Regions from separate parts of the Mus musculus genome. Here all the other regions are linked to region 1. A link is a contact called in public ChIA-PET and Hi-C data. All regions are on one chromosome and are shown on one strand. Each heading gives the region's core, a stretch centred on a gene start, on an enhancer-like site or on the middle of the called end of the contact. The rest is flanking DNA. Distances are from core to core; before and after follow the strand shown.

Region 1 (2,537 bases), core at 25-2,524:
TCTGTCCCGGAACCGCACGCAGCCTGGCGTTGGAGGCCTTTCGGTCTTGCGGAAAATGGATTCCAGGCACCGAAAGGCTCTCAAGCCGCCACTTGGGTGAACGTCCCCATCCCGACTTTCCTAACTCCGATCGCCAGCGCAGAAATTTGGCCAGGCATCAGCGCCCGAGCTTCCCTCACCAGAGCTGACAGTTTCTGAGAAGACCCCTTTCCGGGCCGCCCCCCTGGACAAAGGTGCGAAACAAGGAAGCCTCGGAGTGGATTTTCACCATTAAATAAGTGCTAGTCACTACTCCTGAATTTACCCCATATCAACATTCGACTTAAAAAAAAGTTATTGGGGGAAAACGCCTAGGATTCAGTACAGAGTCATAGGTCAGAAACCCAACCAATCTTCTAAGCAGGGGCGGATGCCGGCTTAATTGTTTGTTCAAGAGAAAGAAGTTAGAACATCTATCAAATTAATGATGCCAAGGAACAGATACCCATATAAAACTCCGACATGTGACTTTAAGTTTCAACTAGTGTCTTTAAACTAAACAACCTTCCTTCTCTCTGTTCACCCCCCAGGCCTTTTCAGGAGAGTTTGGAAAGAGTGAGATAGTGTTTACGTCTGTCCCTATTAAGCGCCAGGCACAGGGAGACCATTCTGGACAATATTGAGAGAGCGGGAAAGTTAGTGACTTCCGCCGAGGTTTTCCCTACTTAAACTTCCTAAATCAGGGTCTGTTGGAGGCCCTTCCCTGAGCCCCGATTATGAAACTGGGTTTGCGGGTGGGGCTGGAAACACGTCTGGTCGGCTTTCCCTCTTCCATCCCTGTCTCTTTTCTGCAGCTTTTACACTCAGGAGCCGGATGGCGGGACCCTTGGATGAGGACTGGCATCTTTGTCACATAGGCAACTATAGCCAAGACTGGCCTCAGAAGCGAGTGTGGAAAAGCGCGCGTGTATAAGAGAGCGCCACTCAACCGGGTGGGACCTCTTTCAGCGTTGGGTCACTCCAGCATCCTCACCATCTGCTCCTGTCACCAGCCGATGGCCTCGCCTCCCTGAACCCGCCCCTTGAATTCTGAAGCCAATAGCAACCCCATACTGCTCTACCCCCCTTCGCGAACCCTTTCCACACCCCCACGTTCCGAGAGACGATTGGCTGTTTCGACTTGGGTGAAGCTCCGGCATTTGCATGCTGCTCGCGCCTCCTGGTAGGTAGCGCAGCCCGTCACTCGGAAGGCCGGGACCGCCCACTCCACCTCAGTGCTGGGCTCTCTTCCTGCGCAGTTCTCCGCCGCAGCCTCAGCGGGCAAGCGCCGGGGCTGCTCTCAATCTCCTGGCTGCGAGGAGGCAGCCCCGGCGAGCTGTCGTGCGCCCCGTCCAGAGTTACTGAGTGCGGGGCACAGCGTAACTGACAGCGCGTCTGCTCACAGTTCCCGTCGCCTGGACTTAGCTTTCCAACCCCGGCTTCTCGTGGGCATCATGTCAAGAGCCGTCGCCGCTGCAACCGCCGCCGCCACCCGGGGAAGAGCCGCAGCCTCGGCAGCCGCGCGCGCAGGAGGGCAATAAACCGAATCACTCCGGGCTCAAAGTGGCAGGGGACCGTCGCGGTGCTCTCTGTTCCGGCGGGACTCCTGCCATGTGCTGAGCCATGCCCCTGGCCGCGCCCGCGGGCCGCGTATGGGGCAGCGCCTGAGCGGCGGCCGGTCCTGTCTCGATGTCCCGGGCCGGTTCCTGCCGCAGCCGCCGCCGCCCCCGCCGCCGGTGAGGAGGAAGCTCGCGCTGCTCTTCGCCATGCTTTGCATCTGGCTGTACATGTTTTTGTACTCGTGCGCCGGCTCCTGTACCGCCGCTCCCGGCCTGCTGCTCCTGGGCTCGGGGTCCCGCGCTACTCACGCTCAGCCAGCCCTGGTCACAGCTCCGAATGAGACATCCCCTAAGATGCCCTTCCGGGCACCTCCGGCCAATTCGCTGGCTGCAGGCAAGGATAAGACAGTAGGCGCTGGGAGCCAGGAGGAGCAGAGTCCAGAGGCGCCGGACTCCCCCAGTCCCATCTCCAGCTTCTTCAGCGGCGCTGGGAGCAAGCAGCTGCCGCAGGCCATCATCATCGGGGTGAAGAAGGGCGGCACGCGGGCATTGCTGGAGTTCCTGCGCGTGCACCCCGACGTGCGCGCCGTGGGCGCCGAGCCCCACTTTTTCGACCGCAGCTACCACAAGGGTCTTGCCTGGTACCGGTGAGTTTCCTCTCCAGGGGCCGCTGCGCCGGCCGTGATCCCGACCGTGAGCCCCCACCGGCCGTTGCGCGTCAGGTGGGGAGGGAAGCAGGGGTACAACTTCCGTCAATTTAGGGCGGGCGGGGACCAAAGTGCGACCGCACATTGCTGGTGGACAGTTGGGGAGAAATCAGATGCTCCGGAGTAGGCTGAGACAGCCACCTACAGAAACTTTTAGCTTGGCACCGTTGGCTGGTATGCTGCGCCCTAGAACCATTTAGGTGATCTCTCCACAAAGACACCCACCCGGCAGCTACTGGGAAAGCGCCGGAGG
Region 2 (2,537 bases), core at 15-2,514, 190 kb before region 1:
GATGAATAAGATGGTTGACAGAGAATGACATAATTTTTTGGTTTAAAATGAGGTACAATCATGGAACCAGGAGACAGAAGATACGTACTAGCTTGAAAGTCATGCCTGGTGGAAAACTTTACACATTTGGAGCACTGAGTCTTAACTCACTATTTCATTCCCTGGTCATTTCTCTCTCCAAAGGAGGATGTCACATCCCTGATGCTCACTATCCTCCCTCTGGGGGCACTCAATCTTTCAGGACAACCATCGTCCAAGTCAGTGTTGGGAAATGAGTTGAAAGTCTCTACCTTTTCTACTGGGTCTGGAGTCCAACTGCCCTCCATAGCCAATGACCTCAGTTTGTACTTTAATTTGCTGGGCTGTAGCTGATCTCTGAAGCTGACATAGGAGCGCAGCAGCAGCAGCCCCAGCATGCCACACAGTATGGCTCTCTGTTAAGAGATCAGAGCTCTAGAATGTGGCTGGAATGAACACAGGAGGACCAGAAGGTCTTGGGAACTGCCTGTCTGTTCGGGAAACTTAAAAGTAGAGCACTGAGCATCTAGCTGAGCATTGGACAGGTAAATCCCTGTAGATTGGGCTGAGCTTGGAAAAACAGAACAATGCTCCTGACAATAAAATAAAAGGCAGGCAGATGGGGAGACACTGTGAGGCCAGGTTGACTGCCTCTTTCCTTGACCATGCTCAGTATGTGCTGTCGACTAAACCTGCTTCTCACTTGGGCAAACAGTATTAACTGCAAAGTGTGTATGTGTGTGTGTGTGTGTGTGTGTGTGTGTGTGTGTGTGTGTGTCTGCCTGCCTGTCTGTCTGTCTGTCTGTTTGTTGGGCAAAGGGTGGGGCACAAGGAAGGATGAAAAGAGGAGTGGAGGGGAACGCCCAGGAAAAAAATCCTGAAGAAACCACACCCAGCCTCTCCCTCAACCACCAAGGCCGTCAGCAAACCTCAGTGGTCACTTTCATCTCATCAACACATATCTTTTTAGTCTCTTGGGTATCAAATGTGCAGCAGGTATAAGGTGAATCTGGCAGGGGCACAGAAGTCAGTGGAGCATCATCGCTGTCTTCAAGGGACTTGGCACATGTGGCCGTAAGACCCTCACACATACTGTATGGCTGTAGCTGTGAAAAATGGTGATCTTTGAGTTGGTTCTACAAGGATTTTTATTCTTGTCTCTGGCAAACAGAAAGTGTGGAGATTGTTTTGAGACAGCAGCAGAGTCCAGCTTTGGAACCTGAGAGAGAATTAGTTCCATCACACACGCACGCACTAACATTGGATCGGTGATGAACTACACGTACCATGCTGCTCTCATAAGACCTTCCAGTGTTGTCATGCCATCTTAGTTTACAGAAATGTCCTCTGTAATATTCACACAGCAGTCATACAGTTCTCATACAACCATACAATTCTCAGAAGGTATCCCTGTAATTTCATGATGGTATTCCTTAAATGCTTGATGTCCCAGACACTGTACTCTGCCACCTTTACAAGCAAATTGGGGGAGAAGGGATCTGATAAAGCTACTTTGGTTAAATTTACTAAAGTGTTTGGAAATGAAAAGATTCATGAGCTCAAATAGCTTGAGAATGGCTACATAAAACAGATAACAGTAGGATAATTAAACTGATTACGGGTACAGCCAAAACATCGTTTAAAAGACTATTGGGCCATCCCAAAGCATTCTGTGACCCAAATGTAGGGTTTAGTGAAACACAGAAAGGGTCATAAAAGCAATCCTGTTATAACTTTGAGTACTCAAAAGAGGAATTTGTGGTTTGAGTTGAAGATCTGCATTGCAGAAAGTTTCCAAGACCAGGGACAGAGCAAGTCATTTGGAGACTGGGGACAGAGCAGGCAATTTAACACAGCAAGAAAACAGACAAGTCCTTAGACCAAATGAGGAAGGAAAGGAAGAGGCAGCAAGCACATCAGGACAAGCCTTTGCTGTTTTCAATCCCATCACAGACCAAGAAATTCAGAAGCCAAGCTCTCCATGTTTTTACACTGGCTGAATGCTGGTGGACATTACAAGCGGGACATTCCACACCATAAAACTAAGTCTCATGCAAATATTATTTAAATACCATAAAAAGATACAAATAGGCTAGGTGTATAATGAGTATGCAAAACATAAATGAATTTCGAATTTTGTGTTGGACTTGGGACTGGGACCCATCCCTTAGATTTCTCTCTCTCTCTCTCTCTCTCTCTCTCTCTCTCTCTCTCTCTCTCTCTCTCTCTCTGTGTGTGTGTGTGTGTGTGTGTGTGTGTGTGTGTGTGTGTGTGTGTGTGAAATTTTCAAAGCTGAAAACTAGTCTGAACCCTGAAACACGTCTGACCCAAAACTTCTGATCAGTGGCATTAGATCTGTGTGGCAGTCCCTGATCTCTCTTGTCAGTGGTGTTCATTTAGGTCTATCTCACTTTCCTTCCCTCTTTCTATCTAAAACGTATGGTTGCATTTAACGATGATGCTTCTGTTCTTAGCCCATCATGCCCACTAACTCCACAAGAGACGGCGGAGGAAGCAGC
Region 3 (2,537 bases), core at 13-2,512, 140 kb after region 1:
TTCTGATCCCCAGGCAGAGAGCAGAGGGAGAAGGGGAGGGGGAGAGGGAGAGGGAGGGGAGGGAGGAGGGGAAGGGGGAGGGGGAGGAGGAGAGAGGGAGACAGAGAAAGACTGCACCTGCTTTGAAAACCCCCAAACCCACCCCCAATGATACTCTTCCTCCAACAAAGCCACACCTCCTAATCCTTCTAGTTCTATCAAAGAATTCCACTCCTTGATGGCTATTCAAATATATAAGCCTATGGGGGCCACCTTATTCAAACCACCACATCCCCTTACTTATGATCTGTATTTATGGAATAATTATGTTTATTCATGAACTCTGTCCTTGCATTTAGTCATGATGAATGTCTTCTGTTATCTATCTAAACACAGGAAAAATATTCACATTAAATTGTGAAATTGTTTCAAAATGGGTCAATAACTCTGTCAAAGGATGCCATGAAAAACAAAACAAAACAAAACAAAAAACAAAAACAAAAACAAAACAAAACAAAAAAACCTCCACTCATCTTTGCACTAAAATGAGCCAATCAAGGAAAAGACTAAGTTGCATTATGAACCTTTGAAGTGAATGCTAAGCCAGCAATGTGAGGTTGCTGGAGGGCGAAGCTGTTCTGGGAGAAATGCCTCATAGCTTTTACCCTAGTGGTGAAAGGCAATAAAAAGGCTGTCTGATGGGACAGTACTGGGCTGACAGGACACTGTGATTGCACATATGCTCGGAGAGATTAGAGTCAGTTTACGGTCATTAAGACATTAGGCTGCTCTGGAAAATCGGCTCAGTGCTCTGAGCATTTCAGGTGCTTCAGGTTAGCTCTCTGGAGGTCGGAGCAAATGCACAGATTGGCACCCGGCCTCTGTGCTTCTCACGCACCAACGTCGTGCCTTTGATACTCAGTGAAGAATGCACATGTGGAATGGGACCAGACCTCGCCCTTCCCAAGCTTCTGCTCCTTGGTATTTAATTATTATGACTTAGAGGTGACTCAGGCCCAAGGCTTTATTTTTAGCTGGGTCCAGAATTGCTCTGGATGTGGCGGTTAGGACAGCTGCTTGGCTTTGATTATCAGAGTATATGACTAAATTAATTTTTCAAGCCTCAGATGAACAGGTGTGACACTTAAGAGAAACACATTAAGATATATTCAGGTTCGTACGTATAAATAAAAGTCTATATTGCGTTTTCTGTACTTGCCATGCTTGCCCTTTAATGTTCTGGTTCGTGGTGGAACTATTTATGGTTTTAGTCCTACCCGGGAAATATTGACACGAGAACTTGAGCTCCAGCACTCTGAGGTCACATGTCAGACATCCATAGGGGTTTAAAACAGGGCCAAGAAACATTTAACTTCTTCTGGCACTGCCTCCTGAGCACTACTGACATCTCAAGGAGCAGACACATCTGATTTCTGGCTCTTCTTAAAATTACTCTATCTGCTCCGAGATACAAGTTTAAATGAAAAAGCTACAAAGGAAGACGCCCTTGCCAATACTTTCCCCCTTCCTGGTCACATTAAAGACAAGTCTGGGTCTAGGACTGAGTCTTTCATTCTAATGCTTGCTGATCTTCCTGCTTAATGAGACAATAGATTTTAAACTTCGAGTGTTCATCCACAAGTTGAATGTACCAGAATTAGATTATTATTTTTTTGAAGTTTATCAGGACACCTTTGTTCAACAATAGAATATGTATTTGATATTTCTCTTTAATTATTTCTAATATTTCTCTTATTGCATATTTTATTTATTTACATTTCAAATATTATCCCCTTTCCCAATTTCCCCTCTAGAAACCCTGTATCCCATCTTTCCTCCCCCTGCTTCTATGAGGGTGCTCCCCTACCCACCCACCCACTCCTGCCTTCCCGCCCTGGCCTTTCTCTACACTGAGGCATTGAGTCTTCACCAAGGACCTCTTCTCCCATTGATGCCCGACAAGGCCATCCTCTGCTACATATGCAGCTGGATCCATGAGTCCCTCCATGTGTATTCTTTGGTTGGTGGTTTAGTCCCTGGGAGCTCTGGGGCATCTTATTTTTATTTTCTGTGCAAAGGAAGTATTTTCATTATATCCCCTAACTGAAACAATGATGTATATTTGTTATTTTACACAGCCACCATGGGTCAAGAGTGCAGCGTTTTATATAGATTTCTCATTATATGTCTGTTGTAAGATTGTAGTCATGATGTCAGGGAGGGTCATAGTTATCTTATGACTTGGTGGGCTGGAAGATCTAATTCCAAAACGGTACACTCATGTGGGTATTAGGGGGAGGCTTTGGTGCTCAAGAAGGAAGTCTTCACGCTATGCCTTGAGCTCCTAATAGATGTTTCCCCTGGAAAGCAAGGAAAAGACCTCAATGCTTATGCTGGCCAAAGCTTCAAAGCCACACTCCATCTTTTATGCAGTACTTCTCTTGCTCACATGTACGGATCATCCTTTTTCTGCACAGAAAGAGGAACCACACAAGGATGTGTTGCCTGCTGGGAGGCAAGAATCTTGGGGACACTTAGGGAGGCTGACTCTCATGGAA

What was found. A called contact is a pair of places that touch in the nucleus more often than the background predicts. ChIA-PET counts read pairs in DNA pulled down with a chosen protein or histone mark.
Region 2: an RNA polymerase II ChIA-PET map of memory CD8 T cells shows a contact between it and region 1, with 109 read pairs. The contact joins the enhancer-like site here to the promoter of Hs3st3b1 in region 1. A contact is called at or near these places in 2 of 39 promoter capture datasets (hematopoietic stem and progenitor cells and hippocampal neurons), 6 of 484 Hi-C or Micro-C datasets (CD4 T cells, CD8 T cells, Th1 cells and 1 more), 5 of 115 datasets of contacts at active chromatin or transcription factors (Th17 cells, embryonic forebrain, embryonic stem cells and 2 more) and 3 of 9 other capture datasets (adipose tissue, liver and macrophages).
Region 3: a Hi-C map of myocytes shows a contact between it and region 1, with 2.8 times the contacts expected there. The contact joins the enhancer-like site here to the promoter of Hs3st3b1 in region 1. A contact is called at or near these places in 3 of 39 promoter capture datasets (liver and maxillary cranial neural crest), 16 of 484 Hi-C or Micro-C datasets (the N1E-115 cell line, cranial neural crest, embryonic fibroblasts and 7 more) and 1 of 115 datasets of contacts at active chromatin or transcription factors (embryonic limb bud).

The regions. Positions count from the first base shown.
Region 1 is chr11:63,921,021-63,923,557 of GRCm38.p6, reverse strand. Hs3st3b1 (heparan sulfate (glucosamine) 3-O-sulfotransferase 3B1) reads left to right here and starts at 1,274. Exons shown (of 2, transcript NM_018805.2): 1 at 1,274-2,224. The coding sequence starts at 1,671.
Region 2 is chr11:64,115,293-64,117,829 of GRCm38.p6, reverse strand. No RefSeq gene overlaps it. Among named protein-coding and RNA genes, the nearest start is that of 2810001G20Rik, 37 kb to the right of the region's middle. Within about 2 kb of position 1,264, at least 17 of the 459 cell types and tissues checked have an H3K27ac peak or open chromatin away from gene starts, as enhancers often do. A contact at or near this core is called in CD8 T cells, Th1 cells, Th17 cells and 1 more, where this site is marked.
Region 3 is chr11:63,780,931-63,783,467 of GRCm38.p6, reverse strand. No RefSeq gene overlaps it. Among named protein-coding and RNA genes, the nearest start is that of Hs3st3b1, 140 kb to the left of the region's middle. Within about 2 kb of position 1,262, at least 19 of the 459 cell types and tissues checked have an H3K27ac peak or open chromatin away from gene starts, as enhancers often do. A contact at or near this core is called in muscle stem cells, myocytes, pancreatic cancer cells and 1 more, where this site is marked.